Regions from separate parts of the Rattus norvegicus genome. Here region 1 is linked to region 2. The links are chromatin contacts, called in public Hi-C maps. All regions are on one chromosome and are shown on one strand. The core of a region is the stretch at or near the end of the contact, and the rest is flanking DNA. Distances in the headings are between cores, read along the strand shown.

Region 1 (6,985 bases), core at 3,787-6,286, 72 kb before region 2:
GGACTGTTGGGGCTGGGGAGATGGCTCAGTGGTTAAGAGCACTGACTGCTCTTCCAGAGGTCCTGAGTTCAATTCCCAGCAACCACATGGTGGTTCACAACCAACTGTAATGAGATCCGATGCCCTCTTCTGGTGTGTCTGAAGACAACAACAGTGTCCTCATTCATATACGTAAGATAAATAAATCTTAAAACACACAAAAAACAATTGTACTGCCATCTTATGTAGCTACAGTTCAGATATCTGGTTCAGCATTCAATCCAAGAGCTGCAAGTCTATTAAATCCACAGTTGACATTTCAATGGTGTGGCCACAGTTTCCTTCATGTGTAGATTTTATTTTTTTCTTTTTTAGATGGTTTTGAGTATCTCAGACTTGTCTTATATTTGCCACGTGGCCAAGGACAACTCTGAAATTCTGGTCTTCCTGCCTCTGCTTCCTCGGGTGCTGGGATCACAGGTGTATACAAGCTTGTCTAGGCGAGGCAGGGCTGGGGCTGGAACCCAGGATTTCGAGCCTACCAGGCAGGCTCTCCACCCAGTGGGCCACAGCCTCCTCAGTGCCTTCTGAGGTGGAACACCCCACTTCCCAGCTCAGCATCATTTTGTGTGTTGTCTCCTTGCTCTGTGAAGGTTTCCAAGCCAGCTTTCGTTCTTTACAACCCTGACATGTTAAAGAACCCTGACTTGCATATGGTCAGCTGTTAATGCTAACCACCAGGAGACAGAGGCAAGAAGACAGCCACACAGACAACCCCGGCCTGGTCTCCATAGTTTCAGGCTGACAGGATTCCATAGGAAGACCTGTGTTAAAATAGCAAACCATAAAACCCCCACCCCCACCCCCATCCCCACCTCAACCCCAGGCCACTATTTTATATGTAGTTCCTCAATGTGAAATGTTTTATTACTTTTTTCTTCCCCACTTCCTCCAGCTCCCCCTTCAATGTGGATTTTTTCCTCTGTTTCCCATAATTATATATATAATTATAATATATATTAATATAATATAATATGGTATTATATTAATATATATATAATTATGTTGGGCATATATATGGCAATCTTCCATAAGAAGCCAGAAATTCTTCAATGTCTCCCGTTTCATTCTGAGGAAAACCTCACGCTAGGGGACCCATCTCCCTGTCTTTGCAGTTTCCCTTTTTTGCAGTGTATTTACTGTTTGCTGCCCCAGACCCTTTGCATGTGCTCTTTCCTCACATTGTATTGTTACCTCTTGAGCTAGGATCTTCTGTAACACAGGCTGGCCTTGAATTCTCTGTGTAGCTTACATGACTTTGAACTGATGCCCTTTCCTGCTTCTGTAATCCCTAGCGCTGGGATTACAGGTATGTGCTGCCATGCCCAGTTTATGTGGTGCTGGGTTCAAACCCAGAGTTTGATGCGTGCCCCCTGCGTGGTCTACCAGGCCTACATCCCCGTTCAGGCACATATATTTGTGTTATTACCTCACGTTATACACGTCACAAACAGTTGCTAAACTCAGATCCGACCCGCAGTCCCATCCAAACTTCTGAAAACCTCTTTTTCCTGCCCTTTATCCCCAGAGTGTGTATGTGTGTGTGTGATCCTTTGTTAGCGCTAACCTGGGATTGAGGCTTGCTGAGAGCCCTGATGATGTTATTTTAGGGGAGGGTGCCACCTAGTGGTAATGAGGACAGCCTTCGCGCTAAATGTTATTGCTAGCGCAAGGAACTCCAAGAAAGAACAACAAAAGCCCGCCCGGTTCTAGATTCTCATCCGTGTCTTCCAGAACCCGCTGAGATCCCTGCTGGTGTCGACACGGTCACTGACGGTTCAGATTATGCCAAGATTTGAGTTTCTACCATGTACATAAGGACCGGAAGAGGAAAAGCTGGCCCGATTTGAGAATAGCGAGGTATGCCAGACAGCTGAAGCTCAGAAGTTCAAGGATCAGAAATTCAAGGTCACCTTGAGGTGTCCTGAGAGTTCAAGGCCAGATTGAGATTCATGAAAGTGAATAAAAATAAAAATATTAAAATGTAAATATATCTTTTAAGAAGTTGATTTATGCCGGGCAGTGGTGTCGAATGCCTTTAATAGCACGCAGCACTTGGGAGGCAGAGGCAGATGGATCTCTGTGAGTTTGAAGACAGCTTGCTCTACAGGTGGGTTCCAGGATATCCAGGGCTACACAGAGAAACACTGACTAGAAGAGAGAGAGAGAGAGAGAGAGAGAGAGAGAGAGAGAGAGAGAGAGAGAGAGAGAGAGAGAGAGAGAGAGAAAACTAAGAAAGGAAGAAACTAAGAAAGAAAAAAAGAAAGAAAGAAAGAAACAGACAAACAAACAAACGAAGAAAGGCTGATTTAGCGCTTTAAGTGAAATCAACGTGTCATTCCATCAAGGATTAATTTAGAATTAGTGATGTCACTAAGTGTGCTCAGTTGCGTGAGAGATTGGTAAATTCTGCTATTTATCATGCTCTTAAAATATTAAAATATAAATATGTTCTGGCTAGTCATAGTGCTCATATCTTTTATGTGGGAGGCAAGGGCAGGTGGATCACTGTGAATTCAATGCCAGTGAGTTCCAGGATAGCCAGGGCTCCCTACAGTGACCCTTTCTCAAAAAATAAGCAAACAAAAAAACCCTTCAAGATAATATATATGTCTGAGTGTATTTACATCTGTTAATGTATAAATACTGAAACATTATCTAAAAGCAAGCTTTTAAAAATGAAAGACAAATGGATATGTTAATCATTATCACGTATTTCAAAAAATTGCATTCCAGTGAGCTGGGCAAAATTACTTCATCAGCTTTTTCAGTATCTAATAATAGCAAAAACCAAGCTTAACTCAGGATCTCAAACTTCTTTTAAACTTGTCTCATCATGTGTGACTTTCTCCTCTGCAGGCTGTATCCCGTTTTCCTACCAGATGGTTGATCTGTAAACTTGTATGGCTCTTTATTGACTGCTTAGTTTGTCCTTTGAGACAGGAGATGCAGGTTTTCTCCTGTGTGTGATGTATATTTTGACTTTGCTTGTGATGGATTTCACCAGGCAAAGTTTCCTTTTCTTTCTTTCCCTCTCCTCTCCTCTCCTCTCCTCTCCTCTCCTCTCCTCTCCTCTCCTCTCCTCTCCCATTCCTTCCCTTCCTCTCCTCTCCCCTCCTCTCCTCTTTCCTCCCCTCCCTTCCCCTCCTCTTCTCTTCTTTCTTTTCCTCTCCACTCTTCTCCCTTCCCTTCCCCTCCCCTCTCTTTCCCTCCTCTTCTCTTTTCCCTCCCTCCCTTCCTTCCTTCCTTCCTTCCTTCCTTCCTCCCTCCCTCCCTCCCTCCCTTCCTTCCTTCCTTCCTTCCTTCCTTCCTCCTTTCCTTCCTTCCTTCCTCCCTTCCTTCCTTCCTTCCTTCCTTCCTTCCTTCCTTCCTTTTGCATCAGGCATTGCATACTACACAGGCACTGTACTCATGAACTTCCAGTCCCAAATGTTCTTGTTATTTGAGTTTTTGTGTTACAGCTTTGAGAGGCTACAGGAGAAAACTATAGCAAAATTGTTGATAGCACTTTCATAGTCCTTACATCAACATTTGATTCATCCCATGTTTGGGATATTCTCGCTTTACTTCTTCCTGAATTATTTCCGTATTCGTCATTCAGTAATATTCTTTCCCCAACTGACTTAAAATACTGCTTTACGATGCATTATTTCGGTCTTTGAGGTAGTAGCCTGTTCATGTAATATGCAGGATGGAGGGAATTTTAAATGGTGTGTGTGTGTGTGTGTGTGTGTGTGTTATGAGCCTGTATGTGTGTCTGTGTGTGTCTATGTGTCAGAGAGAGAGAGAGAGAGAGAGAGAGAGAGAGAGACAGAGAGAGAGAGAGACAGAGAGACAGAGAGAGAAAGACAGAAACAGAGACATAGACAGAGAGACAAAGACAGAGACAAAGGCTAAGAACTGAGCTGACAGACACATTGGTTCTTACTAAGGAAGTACTTGACATATAAGGTTTTGTCCTCAGCTCCTTCTTTCCTATAATAACTTATTTTTTTCACTTTACATACTGATCACAGTGCCCTCCCTCCTCTCCTTCCAGTCCTTACAAATCCCTCCCCCATCGCACCTGCTCCTTCCGAGAAGAGGGAGAGTCCCCCTTGGGTACTGCCCCACCCTGGGACATCTAGTCCCAGCAGGACCAGGCACATCCTTTCCCTCTGAGGCCCCACCAGGCAATCCAATGGCAGGCAACAGAGACTTAGACAGCCCCACTCTACTTGTTAGGAGACACACATGAAGATCAAGCTGTACATTTGCTACAAATGTGTAAGGGTCTAGGCCCAGCTCCTGCATGCTCCTGCTTGGTGGCCCAGTCTCTGTGAGCTACCTTGAGCCCAGGTTAGTTCTGTAGATCTTCTTGTGGTGCCCTTGACCCCTCCAGCTTGTTCAATTCTATCTCCCAATCTTCCACAAGACTTCCCAAGCTCTGCCTGATGTTTGGCTGTGGGTCTTTGTATCTGTGCCCAACCACTGCTGGATGAAGTCTCTCAGGAGAAAGTTATACTAGGCTTCTGTCTGTCTGCAAGCATAGCAGAGTATCAATAGTATCAGGGTTTTTTTCTCTCTCTCTCACATGGGATGGGTCTCAAGTTGGGTATCCTCAGCTCTCTCCCTGGAGGGTACCATCCCTCCAGGATATAGTAGCTATGTTCTTTTCTGATGGTAGGAGATGGACCAAATGACTTCTTAGAGTTCCCTGTAGCTCTGACATTAGAATATCTACACTGGCTAGAACAACTGGAGTTCCTACCAATGGCAAGAGTCTGCACCTTACAGTCAACTAACTCAGTTAACTTGTAACAACTGAACATTCCAGACCGTCTCCATTGGAAGCTGCCATCGTTGTCCATATCCAGAGCCCAGCAACTGCGTGTTTCCTCACTTCCTGCCGGGAGGGCAGAGCTGATGCACGCGCTTCCTTTAGCATGGAGGCGGTTAACCCTTCCTGAAGCTCGGCGGTTCTAGACCAGATCCTGTCTGTCGAGAAGACGTGTTGATGTTATAGTGTCCACTGGCACGTGTAAAAGCGACCTGCCCTATTCTTTACTGAATATTACGTTACAAAACACAACTGTCGGTAGGGCTGATTTGCATTGGCATGGGGTCCCCTGGCCTGCTGTGGCACGTCAGTCTCTGATATGTGAACTCTCACTTAGCAAAAGTCACACCATGGGTTTCCAGGAAAGATTAGGAGAAGGTGCTGATGTCTTTGGGAACACACTTTCTTGTTTATGATCTTCAAGTCAGGGTATCTTCTGCTATGGTGGGGAGGATTGGTCCTCTGGATCTATGTGAAGAAGATGCTTTTTAGGCAATGCCTTTCTTCACAAAGCTCAGGATGGAGGAAAATGCCACCGTTAGATGTCCACGAGCTTTTTCGATTATGAGCGAATGATTTGTTTCTCACCATATTAAAGGGAAAAAATGGCCTTTCTCTCTTGAATATTTGCAGAAAGTAGAGGAAATGTGAAGTTAATGGATCAAAGGAGGTTTGGACAGTAAAATGAACAAATCCCCTCGCTTTCCAAAAGCGGGTTTAAACATTTCACTAGAAACTCTTCCCAAAGTTTATAAATAGTGTCTAACTCCATTCCAGCATCAACCTTGGCCAAACGCCTCCAGCTTTATGACCACGCTGTGGTTGTGGCCAAGGGGGTTTGGAATGGAAACTTTCTTCATCTGCCCTGATTGCTGTTTCCTTCTGTGGCCACAATATTTGTCAGGGCCATGGGATTACTCAATCAATTGAACATTTATTATAACCAGACAACCAATGGGAAAATTAGACTCGGATGATATTGAATTCCATACTCTAGGGTTAGGTGGATCTGTCTTTTAAGGCAACTGAAATCGCTAATACTTGTCTTTGTTCTGGAGCTTAGAGAAGAATCCATTTGGCTCGAAAAGTTCAAGCCAATATGCCCATGACATTTGCAAATACAACGCTCATATACTCAGTTACCTGCTCTCATATCTGTTTGTAAATATTTCCTCTTCATTTTAGCTCTTTGTTTTTCTTTAAATGTCAACAATGCCAGAGACAATCGTTTGAAACTGGAAACCCGGAGAATTAAATGTCAGGCTCTAACTTTTTGTTCGAACTGGGAGGTTCTATTAGAGCAGAGCCTGCAAGCTTAACAGAAATAGTGTGTGTGTGTGTGTGTGTGTGTGTGTGTGTGTGTGTGTGTGTGTGTTGGGGAAAGCACACGCAGGTTTATTAAATGGGTTATGTAGTCACTAGCGTTGTTTGCCAATATTTTCATGTCTACTGGAGACATTGATTTTACCCTTTCATCCACTTGAATTTAAATGTGGCCACATGACTTGTTTCAGCCAATGGGATGTGAACGGAAATTGTCTGAACCACTTTGGGAGAGAGGTGTACTTTTTATCTGTTCTCTTCCCACGACGACGATGGCTGATATTCCTTGTTGGTTCAGATTCCATCGTCTTGGGCCCCTGAGTAAAGCTAATATAAACTGTCCTCCACTGACCCAAACATAGCAAAAGCAGGCAAGAATTTCCCCTAAGCTACTGAGATCCCAAGTTTTCCCCCCAACTCTCTGTATTTTGAATAACAGGGATATTGGTAAATTCATTCTATAGAAGTGGGCTGCTCTGTTGGCAGCCAGGCAGGAGTCAGGAAGGAGGGTGGTAGAAAGAAATGGGGCCAGCAGGACTTTATAATCAATTAGGTTGTATGCCTGCCTTTCAGGGAAGAGATTGGGGAAGAGGGTTTTAATTAATAACATGTGCTATCTGTTGATGGCTGTTTTGAAAGAAGCTGCAAGAAAAAAAGGCAAGTCTCAAAGGGAATTGACTCCCTTTAAGTAGGAAAGTAAGAAAATAGAGTTCATGGGCATTTAGGTCTAAAAGAAGATTTGATCCTGAATAGCAGAGGTAGGGGTCGATGAAAAGCCAGCCGCCTCACATCAGGGGACAAATT
Region 2 (6,472 bases), core at 1,159-3,658:
ATAATGGGGCTGGAGAGATGGCTCAGTGGTTAAGAGCACTGACTGATCTTCTAGAGGTCCTGAGTTCAATTCCCAGCAATCACATGGTGGCTCACAACCATCTGTAATGGGATCTGATGCCCTCTTCTGGTGTGTCTGAAGACGGCTACAGTGAACTCATAAAATACATAAAATAAACAAATAATTCTGAAAACAAAGGAGAACCCTAATAACTTGTACATAGGCTCCTATCTGTCTAGAAACTTAAAAGAAAAACCCTGAAAAGGTAAAAAAAAAAAATCTGTCTGTGCGATGAATAACTTGCGCTAAAAGATGAGGAGTTAATGTCCAGAGAATAGTCAAGAGATGTTTTACGTGACTCACTTAGTCGTAATACCTCTAAAGACACAGTCCTGCAACTTCCCAGGGTACAGACCAGAAAGCATGGTTTAACAATGCTAACTGGGACCTCTCACCTACAAACTGCTACCTGGGTTTGAATCCAGGTAGTGATCCTGGGAAAGTTATTGTCAAGTTCTGCAGGATGCGCCAGTGGCCCCTGAACAAGCTGAAAATGCTTGTGTCTGTGAACAAGCAGCATCACTGGACTTTACTGCTAAGGGTTCTTCCTGTTCGCCATTCCTGTGAATGCTTGGTGGGAAGAAAGCCTTCCTGGATAAAGTGACAAGCAAGGTGCATAGGGATGTCGTTGTGAGGCTCAGATAAGACTGTGACTGTCAAAGCCCCCGAGGGACACAAAACGTTCAACAGAGGAATTCGGATGTCACCACCACTAAAATGACAGTGTGTAGGTGCTACATGTATATTTCTCACCAGATCAGACTAGTATATAACTCAAAACATCTATTTACCTGGCCAATGGGCACACCTGTGGGTTCCTTCTCCTTGAAGCCTGGAGCTACAGAACCGATTAAAGTTGGTCACTCCTCATTTAACTTCCTACTTTTCTTACTTGTTTTTGGGCCACGACTTTCTTCGCTTTGTGGTTCGCACTTCTGTCATGAATTTCTCTTTGACAAGGACTGAAGAGGACATCGCAACAACCTTAAAACACTATTGGAGTCCCTTTCTTTTTAGTGTTATGGTAAACAAGATGTCATGAACTAGCTGGTGGATGGTCCCGTGGTTCGCACATCTTCCGTGTCTCTCATGAAGTGCCAGGTGATTTTCCTGATGACCACGACTCCAGGACCTAGGTGTCTTCAATGATCCCCCAAGGTATTTTCAGCTCTGATGTTGTGTGCTGCTAGGGAAAGGTCAGGAAAGCAAGCAGATAGATAAGGAAGGAGGCCACAGGTAAGCAACCAGAGGGCAAACTCCTGGCTCCTTTGTCACCCAGAATTAAGATCCACCCCCACCATGACAAGGACGCCCTTCTGGCTGACCTGGGCATCCTTTTTTTTTTTAGTTTGGATGAAGCCACAAGCCTGTCAACTCCCTTTAAGTCAGCCAATCAGAAATGATGGGAGGAAAACAAGACTCACCCCCACCCCAACCTACAGGTTCTGACAATCCGCACTTGTGGAGAGTCCTCTGCATGTGTGTGAGTGCTTCTTCCCTTGTCACAGCGATCGCTGTGCCTGAGACTCTTCCTGACTTGTTCGTCCTTTAACTGGCTGTGAAAAGGAACCCCCTACTAGGTACCAGTTAGGTACAGGCACCTGGGTTCAAAACCCTCAGCTGGGAATTTCTCACTTGTCCTGAACTGCAGTTACCAAGAAAATCGCGGCACAAAGGGTTGTGGACGAGTGAAACGACCTAATTTCCTCTAAAAGGGAACGAAGATTCTACACTTTCCTGATTGGGTTATGTCACGTTTGGAAGGGCGATACAGGAGACCCCCTCTAACCGCTGCTCACCCTTTCATATTCTAAGCGAGAACCCGGACAGAGGAAAAGCACTTGCGAGCGAAAAGGCAAACATTGGCTTGACCCTTCGCTGTGGAAGTTAACTGACAACAGGAAGGAAGCTATTAACCCCGCTCCTCTCCTCCTCTCGCCCTGGTGACAGCCAGCAACTCCTCCTCCCAGGCTGAGACCTTGGAATAAAAATGCAAAGGAGCGCCTGGCTGCCTCAACTCCGCGCTTCTCTCCCAGGGGTGGAAGAGAGGAGGGCGCAGCCTGAAGCCAAGTTCAGCCTGTTTGTTACTCGAATCTGATTGTCCAGAAGAGATTTCCCGGGACTCCGGCATCCTCCCTCTGGCCGCGCAAGGCAGACACCCCTTTGACAAGCTTGGTTCACCCCCTCTCACCCCAAGTTTGAAGGGGGCCCGCAGGTGGTGCAAGCGCCCCAGCTCTCCGGCGCCCTCTGCTGGCGAGAGGGGAAGGCGGCTGCGGCCGCGGAGCCTCCCCGGGCACAGCGCAGGGAGAGAGCTCGGGTGCCGAGAAGAAGCCGGCGAGCTTCCCCGATGGTGCCGCCGCTTCCTCTGAGCCGGGGAGGAGCAGTCAAGGGGCAGCTGGGCAAGAGCCTGGGGCCGCTGCTGCTACTCCTGGCGCTGGGACACACGTGGACCTTCCGAGAGGAACCCGAGGACCGAGACAGGTAAGGCGCCACCTGCCCTAGAGGGAGGACGTGCTGGGTGCGATCAGGACTGGCTGGCGGGGTGCAGACGGTCTCAGGTGGCGGATCCACAGGTCCCAGTTCGCTGAGCCACTGGCGGAGAGGTGAGCTGTTTCAGGTGACTTCCATCTCTTGCGGGAACCGCCTCAGCGCCCCGAGCTGTGAGTGGGGAAGCCGGATACCCTCTGTCCTGTTCCCGCCGCGCTTGATGTGAACTTTCGTTGGTTTTTCTTGTCGCTTGGTAGTGGGATCGCCCGGTGCCCGCTGTCCTGTCTCCGCCCGGGACCAGGGACCAGTAGCAGCCTTTGCGTCTAGACGCAGAGCCCAGAGCGTACTGCTCTGCTCTCTCCCCGCGACCTTAACGGAGTTTCCTCTTCAACTTTTTTTCCTCCTCCCTTAGAGAAGTGTGCTCGGAAAACAAGATCACCACGACCAAATACCCGTGTCTGAAGTCTTCAGGCGAGCTCACCACGTGCTTCAGGTAAAGTTGGGGCTCTGAGAAGTCTAGAGGGACAGGCGTCGCTGTCAAGCAGGGCTTTGGAAGGGCGCTAATGGAGCCAGGGCTGTGTGTGCCCGTGTCAGGGTGGTACTGGGGTGGTGCGCTCCCTCAGTGCGAACAGTTGTGCTCCTGGGCTGGGAGCAAAGCTGAGCAACTGAGTTTGCAGCCAGTAAGTGCCTGAGATTTGAGAACCTGTACTGTTTTGGTTCTGCGAAAAGCTTGCAAGGTAGAGGTTGGAGTGAAAAACTTTGCAAGTTGATGAGAGCGGCTTGAACTGTGGGTGTAAACTTGGCGAAGAGGAATGCCTTGCTGCTCATTTGCGTTTTGTTTTGAAAATATTGTCAGCAACAAGGAAATACTTGGCACTTGGCTTGCTTTTGACCTTGTGTTGGGACAGAGTGTACCACTGTCACGGTCTCTCTAGGCAAAGTTGTAACCGGGAGGATTGTGGGTAGATGGGGTGGTTGCTTTGAGTGAAAACAAACGTCAAGATTGTTGAAACTCATGGTCTTTAAAAAAAAAAAAAAAAGATCACGGGTTTACCTGGGAGAGTGGCAGCCACTGTTAAAATTAAACATGCACAGGCCCAGGTGATTCCTTGTGCAAGCCCGGAGTTAAAACAGGTGGATCCTATCCCCAAAGGAGAGGACGATGCTCCGTTGTTTTCCCCCTTTTGGGAGCTAACAATTGATTTTTGAATGATTGAATTCCGAACTTCTGCTCCGTTCTCCCACAGAATTGAGGTGGCACACATATCCCTAAATGTCTGTTGCTTGTCTGAGTTTTTAAGATGCTGTGCAAGGCATCGGGTTAAGGCACTTAGAGCGGACTGAGAAGCTACTTGGGCGCTACAAAGTAAAACAAATCCCAGTGTGTCTTCACTATGCTGCGGCCAACCAGCGAATCACAACGCTTTCTGTATAGGAAACTGGAAACTTTCTTCCTTACTCCCAAGGCTCGGGTGTGAGTTGCTTCCAGAGCAGATCAGTGGGATTTATGGAAGCACTGTTAGTTGAAGTGTGCTTTTAGAGCAGCCACTGGAAGCTAGGATGGATTGACATTAGCTGCTTCACCTATGCGAGCTCCAGATGAGGGCTCCCTGCCCCTGCACGTGATGGTTAGAGTTGAATGGTAGTCTAAACGTGAGGGACATGTTCAACTGGCAGATGGAGACTTAGAGGTGCACGGGGTGAGCAAGGTCATCCAGCTGGTAAAATGGCTTAGTACTGGCTGCAGGGCTACTTGCCTGGGTCTGGTCGTGTGTTTCATCCACGTGGCCACAGTATTTCCTAGGACATGTTGTTTTCCTATCACTGCTGTATAAAACTGCTAATTTAACATGGAGCGTGTCCCTTAGATGGTTCGCTCATCTGTTCAGTCCTGAAAGGTCAGATGTCACATAAATCAGTGACGGTTACAGAACTTGTGTCAAGCTTTTAGAAACCACCAGTGCCTGATTATTCTATTTGTTACGCTCCCTTGGCTAACGTTTCCAGGTTTCTTAAAGTAGTGTGGTATCTCGATTACCCTAGCTCACTCAGAGGCATTAACGCGCGTGTCTCAGCACATGCGTTCACTAACCAGTTACTCAATGGAACAGCCTGTTGGACCTAGTGCTCTATCAAGGAAAAGAGTGAAGAATTTTAATCTGTCTAACGGGAAGGGCTGTTTCAGCTCGAGAAAATGACATCAGTCCCAAGTATGCTAATAGCATTGTGGTGTTTAGTTGTTTTGAGACGGGACCTCACTATATAGTCCAGTCTAGTCTTGAACTCAAGATCTTTCTGACCATCCAAGTGCTGGATGTGCTACTATGTGCGGCTGACACAGTTTATAAATTTATTAATTTCTTCATGGAGTTCTGTGCATATTCTGTCAGCTTTTTTTTTCCCTACTTTTGTTTTGCTGTTTGAGACAGGGTCTCACTCGGTAGCTCAGGCTGGCCTCTGGCTTCCAATTCATGCTAGCCTCCTCTTCCCACCTCCCAGGTGTGTTGTCCCACTGTGGCCAGATACTTTTATAATTAACGTCACTTGGAAGTTTCTTCGCTTGATTCTTGAGCTTCAAGAATGACAGAGTGGGGTTGCGGAGGGATGGCTCAGTGGTTAAGAGCACTGGCTGCTCTTCCAGAGGTCCTGAGTTCAAATCCCAGCAACCACATGGTGGCTCACAACCATCTGTAATGAGATCTGATGCCCTCTGCTGGTGCGTCTGAAGACAGCTACAGTGTACTCATATACATAAAATAAATAAATAATTCTGTTAAAAAAAAAAAAAGAATGACAGTGCTGTGAGAGGCTGGGGTGTGGCCCTATAGTTCCTTCTCTTTCAAGTCTTACCAACAACTCTCCTGACATTGCCTGGTCATTGGGTTGACTACCAGACTCCACTGAGGTCCCTGCAACTGGGATCTGCGTCTTAATGTGCGTTGAAGTCAAAGGAATGCCAAGCAGGGTCTTCAAACTTCAGACAGGGTATAAACCAGTGGTTCTCAATCTGGGGATTGTAATCCCTTTGCCAATCATCTATCTCAGGAAATGTGTTTCCATTATGATTCATAACAGTAGCCAGATGACAGTTATGAAGCCGCGATGAAAAGAATTTCATGGTTGGGCCTCACCACAACATAAGGAACTGACCGTACCAAAGGGTCAAAGCACTGGGAAGATTAAAAGCTATCGGCACTGTAAACTCTTTTGCCAGATTCTCAGGAGCACGGATGCTTCTGCATCTGAGCAAGTGGCTGCTGCTTTCTCAGCCTAGCACCCTAAAAGGAGAGCCGCTGCCACCTCACCTGGAAAGCATACCCCCACCCCAGTTCCTCTCAAGCTATAAGCACTGCAGCACCTATCAGGAAATGGCTTCGGCACTGGGAAAATACAGGTGTCTAGTGAATGATTTTTAGCATATGAAAGGATTCAGAGCTTGCTGAAGGGATTTTTTTTTCTCAAAAGGTCATAGTTGGCAAGGCGGGGGGGGGGGTGTAGATCTGAACCTATGTAAAATGAACGGAGGATCGAGATGAGCCTGACTCGTTGCTGTGAAATGTGAAGTGGGTTCACAACGGTTTTTGTCCTGGACAGCCTTGTGGTTTGTGGCTTCAGCTAAGCAGCTCTTCTCTGAATTTCAGCTCTCGATATTGAGTAACAATAGTTTGAAGACTAACTTTGGACTTGGCAGGAGGCTGTGAACTTTGTTTACATTGTCTGGGACGCATAGAGCCACCTGTAGCTTTCCTATTTCCTCAGTTTGGCTGAGGGGGAATATGATAATCAGAGGTATGGAGAGAGTGTCATGGCCAAGCCCTCACAGTCACACATGCAGCCACCATGATTTGAATCCAGGTTTGTCTGACTTCTAAGCTCTGGGTTCCTTTACTATCTCAGAGGAGCCCGTAAGGTAGGGTGAAAAGGA

What was found. A called contact is a pair of places that touch in the nucleus more often than the background predicts.
Region 1: a Hi-C map of the Rat2 cell line shows a contact between it and region 2, with 4 times the contacts expected there. The contact joins the enhancer-like site here to the promoter of Ccbe1 in region 2. A contact is called at or near these places in 3 of 12 Hi-C or Micro-C datasets (the Rat2 cell line, Schwann cells and kidney).

Annotation. Positions count from the first base shown.
Region 1 is chr18:62,163,857-62,170,841 of GRCr8, reverse strand. No RefSeq gene overlaps it. Among named protein-coding and RNA genes, the nearest start is that of Ccbe1, 73 kb to the right of the region's middle. Within about 2 kb of position 5,036, at least 1 of the 93 cell types and tissues checked has an H3K27ac peak or open chromatin away from gene starts, as enhancers often do.
Region 2 is chr18:62,089,812-62,096,283 of GRCr8, reverse strand. It overlaps Ccbe1 (collagen and calcium binding EGF domains 1), which reads left to right and starts at 2,408. Exons shown (of 11, transcript XM_017601124.3): 1 at 2,408-2,541; 2 at 2,960-3,040. The coding sequence starts at 2,408. LOC108348805 (a long non-coding RNA gene) reads right to left here and starts at 2,389. Exons shown (of 4, transcript XR_005496443.2): 1 at 2,252-2,389; 2 at 852-1,243.